5 separate regions of the Mus musculus genome follow, and all the other regions are linked to region 3. Evidence: chromatin contacts called from public HiChIP or PLAC-seq data. All regions are on one chromosome and are shown on one strand. The core of a region is the stretch at or near the end of the contact, and the rest is flanking DNA. Distances in the headings are between cores, read along the strand shown.

Evidence for each region. HiChIP or PLAC-seq counts read pairs in DNA pulled down with a chosen protein or histone mark.
Region 1: an H3K4me3 HiChIP or PLAC-seq map of embryonic limb bud shows a contact between it and region 3, with 4 times the contacts expected there. The contact joins the enhancer-like site here to the promoter of Gli3 in region 3. A contact is called at or near these places in 3 of 39 promoter capture datasets (the 3T3-L1 cell line, cancer-associated fibroblasts and cranial neural crest), 5 of 484 Hi-C or Micro-C datasets (embryonic fibroblasts, nephron progenitors and tail fibroblasts), 9 of 115 datasets of contacts at active chromatin or transcription factors (cardiomyocytes, craniofacial prominence, embryonic forebrain and 6 more) and 5 of 9 other capture datasets (adipose tissue, embryonic tail, embryonic trunk and 2 more).
Region 2: an H3K4me3 HiChIP or PLAC-seq map of neural progenitor cells shows a contact between it and region 3, with 20 read pairs. The contact joins the enhancer-like site here to the promoter of Gli3 in region 3. A contact is called at or near these places in 1 of 39 promoter capture datasets (the 3T3-L1 cell line), 1 of 484 Hi-C or Micro-C datasets (nephron progenitors), 12 of 115 datasets of contacts at active chromatin or transcription factors (cardiomyocytes, craniofacial prominence, embryonic forebrain and 8 more) and 2 of 9 other capture datasets (adipose tissue and pancreatic islet).
Region 4: an H3K4me3 HiChIP or PLAC-seq map of craniofacial prominence shows a contact between it and region 3, with 5 times the contacts expected there. The contact joins the enhancer-like site here to the promoter of Gli3 in region 3. A contact is called at or near these places in 4 of 39 promoter capture datasets (the SN4741 cell line, maxillary cranial neural crest, neural stem cells and 1 more), 6 of 484 Hi-C or Micro-C datasets (the 3T3-L1 cell line, brain, nephron progenitors and 3 more), 15 of 115 datasets of contacts at active chromatin or transcription factors (astrocytes, craniofacial prominence, differentiating embryonic stem cells and 9 more) and 2 of 9 other capture datasets (adipose tissue and liver).
Region 5: a contact with region 3 is called in an H3K4me3 HiChIP or PLAC-seq map of embryonic limb bud, with 2.8 times the contacts expected there. The contact joins the enhancer-like site here to the promoter of Gli3 in region 3. A contact is called at or near these places in 4 of 484 Hi-C or Micro-C datasets (cranial neural crest, embryonic fibroblasts and nephron progenitors), 4 of 115 datasets of contacts at active chromatin or transcription factors (craniofacial prominence, embryonic limb bud and embryonic stem cells) and 1 of 9 other capture datasets (liver).

The regions. Positions count from the first base shown.
Region 1 is chr13:15,660,998-15,663,697 of GRCm38.p6, reverse strand. Gli3 (GLI-Kruppel family member GLI3) reads right to left here. Exons shown (of 15, transcript NM_008130.3): 10 at 1,168-1,308. Among named protein-coding and RNA genes, the nearest start is that of 4933412O06Rik, 140 kb to the left of the region's middle. Within about 2 kb of position 1,252, at least 6 of the 459 cell types and tissues checked have an H3K27ac peak or open chromatin away from gene starts, as enhancers often do.
Region 2 is chr13:15,687,399-15,690,098 of GRCm38.p6, reverse strand. All of the region lies in intron 10 of Gli3 (GLI-Kruppel family member GLI3), which reads right to left. Among named protein-coding and RNA genes, the nearest start is that of 4933412O06Rik, 110 kb to the left of the region's middle. Within about 2 kb of position 1,423, at least 6 of the 459 cell types and tissues checked have an H3K27ac peak or open chromatin away from gene starts, as enhancers often do. A contact at or near this core is called in neural progenitor cells and stem cell-derived neural progenitor cells, where this site is marked.
Region 3 is chr13:15,462,346-15,465,056 of GRCm38.p6, reverse strand. It overlaps Gli3 (GLI-Kruppel family member GLI3), which reads right to left and starts at 1,334. Exons shown (of 15, transcript NM_008130.3): 1 at 946-1,334. It overlaps Gm6556 (a long non-coding RNA gene), which reads left to right and starts at 439. Exons shown (of 1, transcript XR_001780862.2): 1 at 439-2,711.
Region 4 is chr13:15,623,592-15,626,291 of GRCm38.p6, reverse strand. The region is part of intron 4 of Gli3 (GLI-Kruppel family member GLI3); the gene reads right to left. Among named protein-coding and RNA genes, the nearest start is that of Gm6556, 160 kb to the right of the region's middle. Within about 2 kb of position 1,366, at least 68 of the 459 cell types and tissues checked have an H3K27ac peak or open chromatin away from gene starts, as enhancers often do. A contact at or near this core is called in the SN4741 cell line, astrocytes, craniofacial prominence and 5 more, where this site is marked.
Region 5 is chr13:15,329,723-15,332,422 of GRCm38.p6, reverse strand. No RefSeq gene overlaps it. Among named protein-coding and RNA genes, the nearest start is that of Gm20043, 45 kb to the left of the region's middle. Within about 2 kb of position 1,447, at least 3 of the 459 cell types and tissues checked have an H3K27ac peak or open chromatin away from gene starts, as enhancers often do.

The DNA of each region.
Region 1 (2,700 bases), core at 3-2,502, 200 kb before region 3:
AAATCTATATTTCTACTTACACATATACAAAGAGGCATGATTTAAAGAGAAGAAGTGAGGTCCTGCTGGTAAGAGGTGAAATCTAACATTCTGTATATCACGTTTCTCATAATCTCGTGTGCTAGACTTGACACAATCGCTACAGCAGCAGTTCTCAACCTGTAGGGCACAAGCCCTTTGTGGGGTTGCATGTCAGATATTTACATTACAATTCACAACAATAGAAAAATTACAGTTACGAGATAGCGACAAAATGATTTTGTGGTTGGGGAGAGTATGGCAACATGAAGAAAGGGCTCACAGCATTAGGAAGATTGAGAACCACTGCGCTATAGAGATGCTCAATCATAAGAAACTGTCCTATTTGGTACAATCATCCTTAGTGCCTTAACAGGACACTGCGCTTCTGTAGAGACATCATCTCAGCCTATATCTTCTTATTCCAGACACTCTAAATGCTGTCCCATGGCAGTTGATCTTGGTCTTATATGGCTAGAATGCTCCACTGGCATCTGAGTTTGTGCCAAGCATGACAAAGACACAGCAAAGGAGCTATGGGTATTCATCAGAAATAACACTCAAGATATCTGCCCTTGGTTTGGTAAGAGAAGGAATGGTGTCATAACGTGACTACTGTAAGGTTTCCATCATTAAACAAAATTGTTTCCATGCAAGCTTTAATCCACAATGTTGCCTTCAGGTCAAAAATAAAGCGCTACATTGCTACATACAATAATAGGAGGCTCCTTCAACTTTGAGGTCTGTAAAAGGACCCATGTGTTTTTGTAATATTTTTATATTGTTACTGAGTCCTGGAAGGGGACTGAAACTTAGTTAAAAGGTTAATAATAATTCATGTCCAGCTTACTATTACTCAATAACCATCAAAGCCTCTAACTCAAAATAGTGTTTTCTGGCTTACAGGATCAGAGTCATTACACTCTCTATTGAAGACTTTATTGAATTTTACACTAAGCTTTAGCTGACTGAACAGGTCAAGCACCATGGCTCAGGGTTTCCTTTATTCTCAGAAAATCATAAAGCCCCCTCCAGTTCTCAGTGCTGCCAGCTAAGAAACTTGACTCCGCGCAGGGTCAGAGCCGCTGCCCTCCTGCAAAGGTCGCTGATTTGGGAAGCTGCGTCCGTCCCCACACAGCAGCCACTTACATGCACAAGCTGATCTTGGGTGTCGAACTCTCTGGTGCAGCCTTCCCAGTGGCAGTTTGTCTCGTAGATGACTTCAGGCTCCTGCTTGCTTTCATCTTTGTCCGCTTCCTCCTTGACTAGGGTTGTTCCTTCCGGCTGTTCCTGGAAGGGTGAAGGCAAGAAACAGAGGGAAAATCAGGCAGAGTGGAAAAGAAAGAAAAAAGCTGAAACCTGGCCCTGCTCCAGAGACTAGGAACAAAACTGACATCTTAAAACAAACAAACAACAAAATAAACAAATAAAAAAATCCAAGGCAAAAATTAAATAACAACAAAACCCATAAGAGTAGCATATTTTACATCCTATTCCAAACTGTCCCTATCTTGTTCGGTTGTTTTGATTGTCTTCGATCGCTTTATTTATTGTTATATCTTATAATGCAGGCGAATGGCACTGACATACTTTTAGTTCTCTCCCCTGATGTGAGAGGTACTTTGTAGACTTTTCTGTTAGGGATCACACACCTTCTTGGTTTAATATCAGGTCTTCAGGGAAATGCTTGTCTGACTCATGGTTGAGGCCGTGGAAAGAACACCCGATGCTCTGGACAGACTTTCCTAGTCGTCAGCAACAGCTTCTTAGTAAATGCAATGCAAACACTCTCCAGGATTCTAGGCACTAGCTACACAGACAGATCTGAGCCCTGCTGTAGGCTAACATGATAAACTGTTCATGAATACACCATGGTGTAAGCAGCAACATTGTTTGTTCTCCAGCACGCTATGACGAGGATTATTTCAGAACTCCCTCCTTATCATAACCTCATTCAGTCTTCAAAATTCTCATGGAGGGACCCATTGCCTTCCTTCAGTAAGGACTGGGTTGAACCATACAGATGATAACAAAGTTCTGACTGCATGGACCTGAAGACTCTCACTAAGCTCTGACTTGAGGGAAACAGCACTGATCAAACCTGCCATGCCAGGCTCAAGCGCATAAGAAACGGCAATCTGGGCATACCCTACATGTTCTTTAGAAGAGGCGGATTTAAGTGATCAGCAATTCCGTCCTGAATCTATTTGGCGGGACTTGAGTCTCTTCTGATTCTCTGAGCTTTTTGAACAAGTACAAAGTAGCAAAATAAGAAAAGTGGAGAACATAATCAATGAAGGGGACATCATAAACTGCTGAGCTGAAGCATGAGGCCAGAAGCTCAGGAACTTAGGGTCGAGGTCAGTGATAAGAAGCCTCATCACATCTATGAACAGAAACAGACGAGTCTAACCAAACACTCTCTGGACTACGATGGCTCAAACTTCTAAGCCATCTCACCTATGAAGAACACATATCCCCACATAACATCCTTCACTGCAAGTATTTGGTTTTGAACTAGAGAAATGAATTCAGCCAATCGCTAATGGGGTCATTTTCAAACACATGGCCAATGTCAAGAACACAGTGGGTAGGGAAATGTTGTGTATAAATGGAGAGGATGAGGAACTGATCCCAAATCACCGTGAGAGAAGAAAAGGCCCCTGGAAAGCCTGTGTGTCT
Region 2 (2,700 bases), core at 174-2,673, 220 kb before region 3:
AACAGTCAAGGTCATTGAAAAGGTAAATAAAAATGACAAAACTCACTAAACTTAAAAGACCCTAATTAATAAAATTAGGGATAAAAAAAGGAGCCATAACAATAGATACCAATAAAATTCAGAAATTCATGGAGACAGTCCTTATAAAAATTACATTTAAGTAAACTAGAAAGTCTAAGAGCAACAGATCAATCATAGGATGTACCTGACCTACCAAAGTTAAACCAGGATGAGACAAATAATGCAAACTCAATAGGACTGAGCGAATGAATACTAGTATTTTTTTCCATGTTAAAAAAAAAAAACCCCAAAACTCTAGGATTTAATGCAGAGCTATACCAGATCTTTAGAGAAAATGCTCCTTTTTTTTTTTTTTTTTATGAAGCCAGTATTATGCTGGTACCAAAGCCAGATAAAGAGACTTTTTTTTTTTAAAGGAAGAAAATTACAGACCAATTTCCCTGGTGAATATACATGTAAAATTTCTCATAAAATACTTGCAACCTGAGTTAACAAAACACATGAAAAAGATCCTTCACCAACCATGACAAAGTTGGCTTTATCCAAGTAACGTGGGGATATTCAACATATGCAAATGAATAAATGTCAATTTTATATGGAGTCAAGAATATTGATCGTGAGAGCTCTTGCAAAACCTTGAAAATCCAGCCAAATTGTCAACATGGAGGCGGTGAGAAGGGGAAAAATATCCCACCATTGGCAGAGCAGCTGACTCTTGAAAGCTGTTAGAGAGGGTGAGTCAGTTTTATTTAATATGACCTTTGGTACATCTATCATATAGGAGGGAGGGCCCCAGTCCCAAGAATAGTTGGGCAACACAATATGGACTTGAGGGAAAAGAAAAGAAAGAAAAGATACCTTAAAGCTGGGTAGAAAAGAATGTGAGGGTAGTTATGGTAGAAATCAGGAAGGGTGTAAATGTTCAAAATACACTGAATAAAATTCTCAACGAGTTAATAAAAGTTGTTTAAAACTCTAAACCCAAACCATTCCTACACTGAAGTAGAAAGTAGCAGGAAACAGGTTGCAGGAGGAAGAAGGCTACGGATAAACACATACCATCAGAAACAGCTGGGATCAAGGAAACCAAACCAAGGTACCATTAGCAAGACTTGAACTTCATAGCCTCAATTTGGATTGACAATGTTACCCCAAAGCCATGTGTGAAACCTTCTATTGCCTCTGAAATGTCCAGGGGTGGAGTTTCTGGCAAATGGATGGGGTCATGAAGACTGTTACTGAATCTCGGGATTGATCTAATAGTGATTCAAAATTCTCATGGGAATGTTGGGCAGTGATAGGAACTTGAGTGTGGGGACCTTGGAAACAGTAGGTCATGTCCAGCATGCCCTAAGGCAGTGATTCTAGAGTCCCTACCCTGTACTTCCTGCTGCCCGGAGGAAAACAGTGTCCTTCTGTGGTGATCTATCAGCCTTGAATTAGGCCCACAGCCATGCAGCCAGCTGACTCGGCAGTGAAACCTTTTATCAAGGAGCCAAAGAAATCCTTCTTCCTCAGGCATTCTGTCAAAGTGATAAAGACTGGCACAGAAATCATGAAAGGAGGAGGAAAACAAAAGAAAAAAAAAAAAACACCCAACAATTTCCAGGAGAGGGGGAATAGAACCATAATAATAATAATAAAAAGAAAATGGTTCCTTTCAAACAAGTTCAGATAATATTACCACATAATAATAAAAATAGGATTCTGTGGGTAACAGGGCAGGGCTCACCACACTCACTCAGAGGAGCCCCAGCCCAGAGAGCGCTGCATGCACTCCTGCAGCAAGTGCTTGCCTCAACCTAGCTAGCGTTCCTCCCCAGCTGGCCTCCAGCAGCAACTGTGCAGAACTGTGCCCAGAAGAAAACACTTGGAAAAAGTTCGCTTCATAAAGAAATAAACATTTCTCAACAATATTGACTCAGGTTATTCTTAATGTAGTTTTTCCTATTGGCTACAAAATAGAAATACTTCAGAGAAGCGATTACATAACAAAAGTAATAAATAGACAGAACTTAAAATCGCCCCCATCCAAAAACACAAAACAAGAAGCAAATGAATTTCTAGGGTAAAACTAAATTTTGTTAAGAATAAAAAGAGTATTTCTCTGTTTGTGCATTTTATTTTATTTTATTTTATTTTATTTTATTTTATTTTATATTTTTAGTAGCCAACATGCACAAATGAGAAAAACTGGTAACACACACACACACACACACACACACACAATTCATTCATAAGAAAATGACTCAAACCTGGTCAGGCCAGGCCAGCCTTCCTGACAGCAAACAACTCTAAATCTTGGGAATTTCTTTTCAGTAGAAAACAAAATGAGAGAGACTGTTACAATAACAAACAGGTTGGCACTTTAATGAGAATAAATGGGAGGTGCTAAACACTACAATTTAGAGTAAAAGGACTCCAGTGGAGGAACAAATTATACTTATTTCCTCTTGATAGAAATATGACTGTTTGAACAAGGTAATATTTAACAAGGCAAAGAAAACCCAAATACATTAACGGCCACTGAAAAAAGGATGACTACAAGGAGCGCAAGGACATGAGATTCGCCATATGTGGCTCAATTTATGACAGAAGGCACAGATGAAAGAGTCAGCATGGACAGCGGGAACATGAACAGTTATAAGAAGGTCAGTGGATAGATACCACAATGTTTTA
Region 3 (2,711 bases), core at 85-2,584:
ATGTACATATAAACTGGCAGAGGGCCATGAGCACTGTACCCAAGGCCAGAATCTACAACCAAGTTGGGGGAGGAGAAAGGGTAAACGCGGTGCAGGAAACTTCCCTAAGTGGTCTTTACACACACACAGCCAAGAAAGCCTGGGGGGAGGGGGGGTATGGCTTGGTACTCAAAAAGGTGCACTCCGGGACACAGGCACAAAGTTCACAGAAGGATACTAAGTTCATCAAAGGATAATAAGCAAAGGCCGGGCCGAGTGTGAGGGCATGTGGCCATCTGCTGAAAAGTCGCTTCACCAACTATTCAAATGTATGATCAATATTAACTCTGCCACATCCTCGGGGTCCCACTGCAACTCCAGAAAGTTAAGTGTCCCCAGCAGAGTAGAGTGATCCGTACCCAACTCTGCTCTGTGCAAATTCGGCCTCTTGGTTACCGCAAGGGCCACGGCTACTTTTCTTTCTTTCTCTTTTCTTTCTTTCTGCTCTACCTCTGGAAAGGAAGAGACAGAGTTCCAAATCACGCACAGATGGCACAACTTTCACTTTTCCTCTCCCACCGCGGAGGCGCGCCCTCCATCCGCTCACCCCGCACCCCCACCCTCAGAAGTGAAGGCGGGACCCTGGAGAGCGGGGCAGCGGCGGCTCGGCGCATCCCCAGGCGCTGCGCGCAAGCCAAGCTGCGGCTTGCGGGGGCGCGAGGACCAGCCGCAGCTCCGGACTCCCGGAGCTCTGCGCAGCACTTGGCGAGAAGTAGGCACGGACGCCGCCGCTGCAAACTTGGTCCGCGCGCCCTGGGGCAGGAGCTCTGCAGTCCGGAGAGCCGAGACCCGATCCCCGAGAGCGCGGGAAGGCGCGAGCGCACACAAGCCGCTCCGACGCCGCCGGGAAGCTCGACAGGGAGGGCTGCGGGGCCCGCAAAACAAAGAACTTCAGGCGGGACGTACCTGCGGCTTTGGCTGTCAGGTCCCAAATCCACAGACCTGCGCCGGCGGAGCGGCAGGCGGACTCGGGCTACCGTGGATGGCCTGACTGATCCCAGCGTGCGGCCCCGGCGGGCATGGTGTGGCGTGGGCCGGCGACGGGGCGAGCGGGCGAGGAGGGGAGCGGCGGGCGGGCGGACGAGTGTGCGGGCGCCGGCGGTGCGGCCCGGTCCGCTCCCTCCCGCCGCTGCAGCCCGCGCATCAGTTTCAGGGATCCTGTAATCTGATCCCTCTGAGTCACCGGCCCTGAGTGACAGTTCTGATTTGGTTCAACCGCGGGTGGGAGGAGAAAGAGAAAGAAAGGAGCCCCCCGACCGTCAAGTCGACTTTTCAACGACTAAGGGCCCGTCCAGGCCGAGCGCCCCGGTTGCAAAAGTTGAGCTCCGCCGCGCGCGCCCTTCGCGCTCCCCTCCGCGCGCTCCTGCGCTCCTCCTCCTCCCCGCCCTCCTTCCCCAAGTTTTCACAGATGTGGTCAGACTCTGCTCTCCTTCCCGGCTCCTTCTTCCCTCGCGCGCCCCCACCCCCGCCCCGTCCCTCTAATTTCCGCCACTCGGAGGAGCGCTGGGGGGGACGCGCCGAGCCGCGGGACGACGCCGCCGCCGCCGCCGCCGCCGCCGCCGCAGGGGGCGAAGTTGGTTTAAAAACTTGGGAAGACTGCTCGCCTTACTTTGCTTTCCCGCTCCTTTCCAGGCCGCGCCCGGCGGGGTCCCGCTCCGCGCGCGCGGATCCCAGGGCGCTGCGCTGAGGGGCGGCACTGAGGCCGCGCGTCGGGCCGGGCAGGGCTGGCGCGGGCAGCCGGGAGCCACGCGCTCCACCGCCTCCGCCCCTCCCGGGTCCTCACACAGACACATCCAGGCCTGCTCCTCCTCTTCCCCCTCCTTGACCCCGCGCCCGCGCGGCGCGCCAGGCCCCACCCACCCGGCAGGAGGAAGGGGCCCGCGGGTGATGTCACCCGAGCCCTCCAGGCCTGCGCTCCCGCGCAGCCGAGCAGCCGGGGCTCGCGCGCTGCCGGGCGCTTCGCCCATGCCGCCTCTCTTCGCCCCCCCCCCCCCCAACTCCGCTCTCGGGCTGGACTCCCCTTCCTTCTCTAGAGACCTCTCAGATCGCCACTGCCCCACCCCCGCACACCTCCTGGTACTTTTCCCTAGGCCAAGCCTGAAACTTCCTCTCGCGGGATGATGCTTTTGAAAGTTGAAGACTTTCCTCCCCGTTGCGTTAAACTCCGTTTGGGACGTCTCGCCGTACAGCCTACTGTCCCCGTGGGCCACTTTGCAAAGAACACAAAGACCCGAGCTGGGAACCGGGACTTGAGCTGAGAACCCTGACTTGCACGGGGTTCTTTTCCTTAAGATGCAGAGTGCCTGTCCTTGGTTTCTTTTAAAAGACCCATGTTACTTCAACGGGCCAGTGCACTCATCTCTCTCTCCCCATCCAGGTACTCACCCCAACCTGTTACTTGAAAGGGAGGATTTCAAGGGGGTGGAAGAAAGAAGAAAACCCAAGAGACATTCCAGAATACCGGAGTAAGCAGTTGGCCCACCAGGAGTGCCTTGGTGCTCAGGGTGCTCTGTGGCAGCCGTCTTGAAGGCAGAGTGGGTGGATGAATAGCTATAATAATTTGAAGAACATTTTGAAATTCACGTGCTAAACTGGGGAAAATTTTTAACGGAATTGACAGTGTATTCGTTATTTGTTTCTGGTGACTTGTTGCTTATGACAAAGACAAAAGC
Region 4 (2,700 bases), core at 117-2,616, 160 kb before region 3:
GATCTCTAGGTCTATTAATGATAAATACAGAGTTCTGGTTTGGCATTATAAAATTCTTGAGTAAAATCAAGATTGTCATGTACATATAAGTAACAATAGCTGACTAAGATAACTGACGTAACTAAGCAAACAAAAAACACAGGCTAAAACATACAAACAAACAAACAAACAAACAACAAACCAAGCAGGTGAGCATACTGAGGAGGCTTAGATAGTGAAGGTGCCTACTGCCAAGCCTGACAACCTGAGTCTCATGAGTCCCTATTCCATGTTGTCTTTTGATGTACACATGTATAAAATGGTCTACATGTATACACCCAGAACAGACAGACAGACAGACAAGTGTAATTTTAAAGCAGAATTGTCTGGAATTTTGCTTTTTTAAAAATTTTGCCAATAAAAATTTTAATCAAGCAATCCATCATACTTCACTGCACAGATGCAGAAAACACTCTTCCACTCTGAATATTCATTTATCATCACTTGGTATACATTTTTCCCTCCCTAATTCCTTACTAAAATTTTAAAATTATTTTATCCTTTGAAACTCTTAGATCTATATAATGTACCTTAATCATATGTATATATTAATCACATATATAACATACATATATTAATACATATAATGTATATCTATCCCCATTCTTCACTCCCAGAAATTTGTTCTCAAGGTAGCTGAATTTTGAAAACTGTATAACTATCCCATTAACACCTGCAGTGAAGTTCAACACATTATAAGATCAATTATCTGTTATTAGTAATGGAAGTTTAAAACATAATTTTGAATTCAGGAGTTACTCTTCTCTGTTCCAGCTATAAGCTATGCTTTAGGAAAAAATGATACGCAGAAGAGAAGGAAACAGCATCTGCATACTTTCTATGTTTATTATTTCCACAGAGAAGGTAACGCACTTTTGCCCACTATGGCAAGATTTACAAGTATAAATGTCTAAAATTCAAAAATAAAAATTATGAGATAGCTCAGAAATGTGGCTTTCACTTACATGGAGTAGACATGGCCCCTCCCCACAGGACAGCTGACATTTACTAACTAGACCCGAGGAGGGCAAACCTGCACTATCAGCCTTCAGTTGCCTTCTCCACATTCAAAGGAAAGCAAAGGGCTTAGTAGCTCTTCCTTCACTGATCTTAAAGCTAATAACGACTACAGAATAGCCAAGTTACAAACTTGAATGAACCTCAGCTCTTCTCGCTAATGACATTTAAAACATGTCTTTAGGTCCCCACGTTAGTCATTCAGCAAGTATTCTTGGCAAAGACTTCAGGCAGATGGAAGCTATAGACTGAACACACAGGCCAGAGTCAAATTGCCTGGAAGAACTGGGAGACTTGTGGCTCTGAGGAATGTAATTCATGCAGAAAAGCGCTGTGAGAGCAGGGCCAGGCAACCTTGTAGGAAGAAAGCAAAATAAACAGTTCAACAAAGAAAACAAAGACTGGCCAACTGCCTTTTCTAAAACTTGAGTACACTGAGACTTCAGTGGGTGCCCACGAAAAGACTGCATCAAAGAAGACCATTGCTAAGCAAATAGACCAAAGAAGGAGGCTTTCCTCCCTCTCCACACTGGGGGAGGGAATGCACTCTGCTTTTCCTTCCCATTCAAGTTCCATGTCTTCCAAGGTAAATCTCTCCTCCCTACAAACAGAAGCAGCAAACAGTGACCGGCACAACCCAAGTCTATCCCCAGGCTAAAAGTTGGAAAGGTGGAGAATTCAGGCCCAGTTCATTGTGATGCAATGTACATTTGCTTCACATCACGAAAATAAGCCACAAAAGGGAGCACTGGAAGGACCAGGCAGGTTAAAGCCCTACAGCCCGATGCCTGCCTTTCATGACTGAGGAGCTACTCCTGAAATGCTCAAGGACTCTTACAAAGAGTGTACAAAACTCACAGCTGTGCCACATTTGCATGGGTGAATGTCATACACCAAGGCACAGAGAAGCTTCGTGCAGCAGGCTGTCCCTGCTTTAGTACCAAATTCCATCTCTTCCCAGGGAATCTTGAATTGGGGAACCTTCCCTGTATGCAACGGTTGCATGAGGTGCTGCACAGCTAAAGCCCAGAATCAGAGAAGCCCAGAGTTTGGCCATTTAAACAAGCTGGCTTTACTCGTTCTGACTACCTTCATTAAAATAGATGATTATGCAGGCTTTCACTGACAAGTCTTAAGTAATAATTATTATAAAAAAGTGAGCAGGAATGGGCATACTGTCTCTCTCTCTCTCTCTCTCTCTCTCTCTCTCTCTGTGTGTGTGTGTGTGTGTGTGTGTGTGTGTGTGTGTGTAAGGTAAACTGGAGTAACAAGTCTCCATGATTTCTCTTGTAAGTGGGGAGGAATCATGTCCCTCCACCCTGGCCCATATGATAGGACATACATGCATATCACATGCATTTGGCAGGATTTAGATAATATCAGAATGCATTTCAATAAATATATAACTCTTCTTTAGCGTCTAACTTATTCCCAGGAAGTAAAACATGCATGGACCCACATGACATTACGCCTGTAAGCTAAGCCCTGGCTACCTTAAGTGGCTCAAACCAGCTTCCCAGGCACCACAGAAAGAATTTGCAGATGTTAGCAGGGAAGGGCCTTCACAGAGGGCCCTGTGAAAATGCATGTTATCACACTTGCTGGGAGTCTGTATGTACATCACTCCTGCTGTGTCTGGAAAAC
Region 5 (2,700 bases), core at 198-2,697, 130 kb after region 3:
ATTACTCAGTTGTTTTACCAAGGCTGCTATGAGCAATTCAGGCCTGGGTTCAGTGGGTCTTAATCAAAGGAACACTTTAAGCAGAGCCCAGAATCACACACTGTCACAGGGAGATCAGAGATCTGGATTTGACAGCTAGTTGTGCCCAGTTTCTGCTCAAATGCAGCTAACTATTAAACTAGGAAAAGAATAGTGAGTAGCATTTTAGATCTAAACTTTAAACCCTCACCCCTACAAATCAACTGGAAGAGCAAGAATTAAACATTTCCTCAGAAAGAGAATTCTTTTATTCCCCATCGAAATCTTGTTGAATCTCTTTCACTTAATCACAATAGCAAACTATCCCAAATCAACATGTGAGCTTCTCTAGAGTCTCATCAGAAAGAGAGGGGGAGGGAAGATGTAAATTTAGTTTGATTTCAGTAGATGAGTCAATGTCCCCCAGGTGACCTGAGGAGGGCCAAGTAAGTCTTGTGGTCTCTGGAGCAGTGACAATCCAGACCAGGGCTGTGGCAACTTAGGATCTCCTTAGTCTGACTTTGGACTTGGCACATCAACATTACTGAGGACACATAGAAATGCATGCTTAGGACCCACCACTGAATCAGAATCTGCATTTTAACAAAGCTGCAGGTTAGTTTTTAAAAAGAAAAATGCATTTAATGTTATGAGTATGCCTGAGTGTATGTATGTGTACTTCATTCAGGCAGTGCCTGAAGTCGTACTGGATTCCCTGGTAGTGGAGTTATAGATGGTTGTGAGCTACCATGTGGGTTCCAGGAAAAAAACCCAGGTCTTCTGAAAGGACAAGTAGCACTCTTAACTGCTGAGCCATCTCTCCAGCACTACACAGGTGGTTTTTATACATTAAAGTCTGGTGAGTCTGAAATTTATCTTCTAAGGGTAGCCTGATACACAAATCCCATTTGGCCTAAGGTCCTTGATTACAGAATGTATCTTGCAATCTTTCTGATCCAAATCAGATCTCTTTCTGAGCACCCACCATGACTGGCATTTACAAAGCATCCCATTTCTTTGTATTTCTCAAAGCTTTTCTGCCCAGAAATCTGCTAAAATGCTGCTGTTTTGCTCAAGGAAGCCAGGTGGCTGTGTCTGAGATAAAGATTTGCTGTAAGTTGATTACCATCTATGGCTCTGAAAAACTGAGTGGAAACATCTGTCCTAAGGTCATGACGAATTCAGTTGCCTCTCAGATCCCTGAAATCGACACAATATGGTCAGAGTCTCTTTGTTTAGGATTGCCTTTACTCAGTGTCTTCACCAAGCCAGCAGTAAATATTAGTTATGTTCCTAGTGCTGGCTTCTCAATTGGGATCAATCTCTGAGGACACGTAATGACATAGAAGACTTTATGTTTCTGAAATGGAACAATAGAGGCTATATATTGTGTCTGGATTTGAATTCTCTTTTCTGTCCCAGCCCAGGAAAATACATTTGCTGATTTCTTAGAAATTGCTTTAATTTCTAGTGTCCATTGCTTGGAATTGAGTAGCTTGCATTAGGACTCTGGACATAACAATTACCTTAGTTACTATATGCCTTTCCAATTCTATAGAATCCTATCTTTGACTGCAATATTCAGGTACCCATGATTATCTCCAGATTTACAAACAGTCTTGACGGGCAGGCACAGTTTCCAGATGAGTCTGTTAATGACATGCTGCCAACTCTCTAATTTGGGTATTTTCTAACTTCTTGACAATGTCTGTTTTAAATCCTAGTCAAAATGACAGTCCAAGAAACCAAACTAACATGTTATAAGGAAAAAAAATATTGCTTAGCAGTTCTTTGTCTAGAAACAACAAAACAAGTGCTCTTCCTAAATAGTTAAACCACCTTAGACTGAAAACAAAATAATATCGACAGAGCAAAAATCATATTTCTGGCATTGATTCCTGGACAGTGATAGAAGAATAATGTGGATGAGATACATTGTCTGTGAAGGCTTCCAATTCATTATCCTACTCAACTACAACTTTAGGCATTTTGTTCACTCAGTAAATACAAAGCACTGAGGTCTTATAACATGCGGTGCCTAAGGGAATGGCACAAAGATGACAGTTCTCCAAATAAGAACACCACTATCAGGAGTGAACTGCAACAATTTGAGCTGTTTTTGGGATGGGCCTTACAGGCACCCTTGGTGTTTAGCCTAGTATGCTGAGTTAAAGATGGCACTACAGCAATCTTGCTACATGCTTGGTCACCCTAATATTGCACTTTAATTCTATAAAAATTATATTATGTATTTGCCACATGCTTGTTACAGAGGCAAGAAGAGAAGGTCAGATCCTATGAAACTGGATTTGCAGGGAATTGTGAGCCACCTGATATGGGTGCTAAGAACTGAACCTGGGTCTTCTGTGAGAGCAGTGTGTGCTCTTAGCAGAAGCCATCTCTCCAGCCTCTAATGGATATTTTTTTATGAAAATAGCCTGTGTATGTATGTATGTGTGTGTGTGTGAGAAAGAGAGAGAGAGACAGAGACAGAGAGAGACAGAGAGAAGCACACACAGGATATTCAGTTTTCTTTTCTCCTTGTTTATTACATTAAAAAAATTATTTGTTTTTGTTGCTATCTCCATCTGAATATATGAGCAGCACATGAGTGCAGTGCCCATAAAAGCCAGAAGGAGGCAGCAGATACCATGGATAGAATTACATGTAGTTACGAGCCTC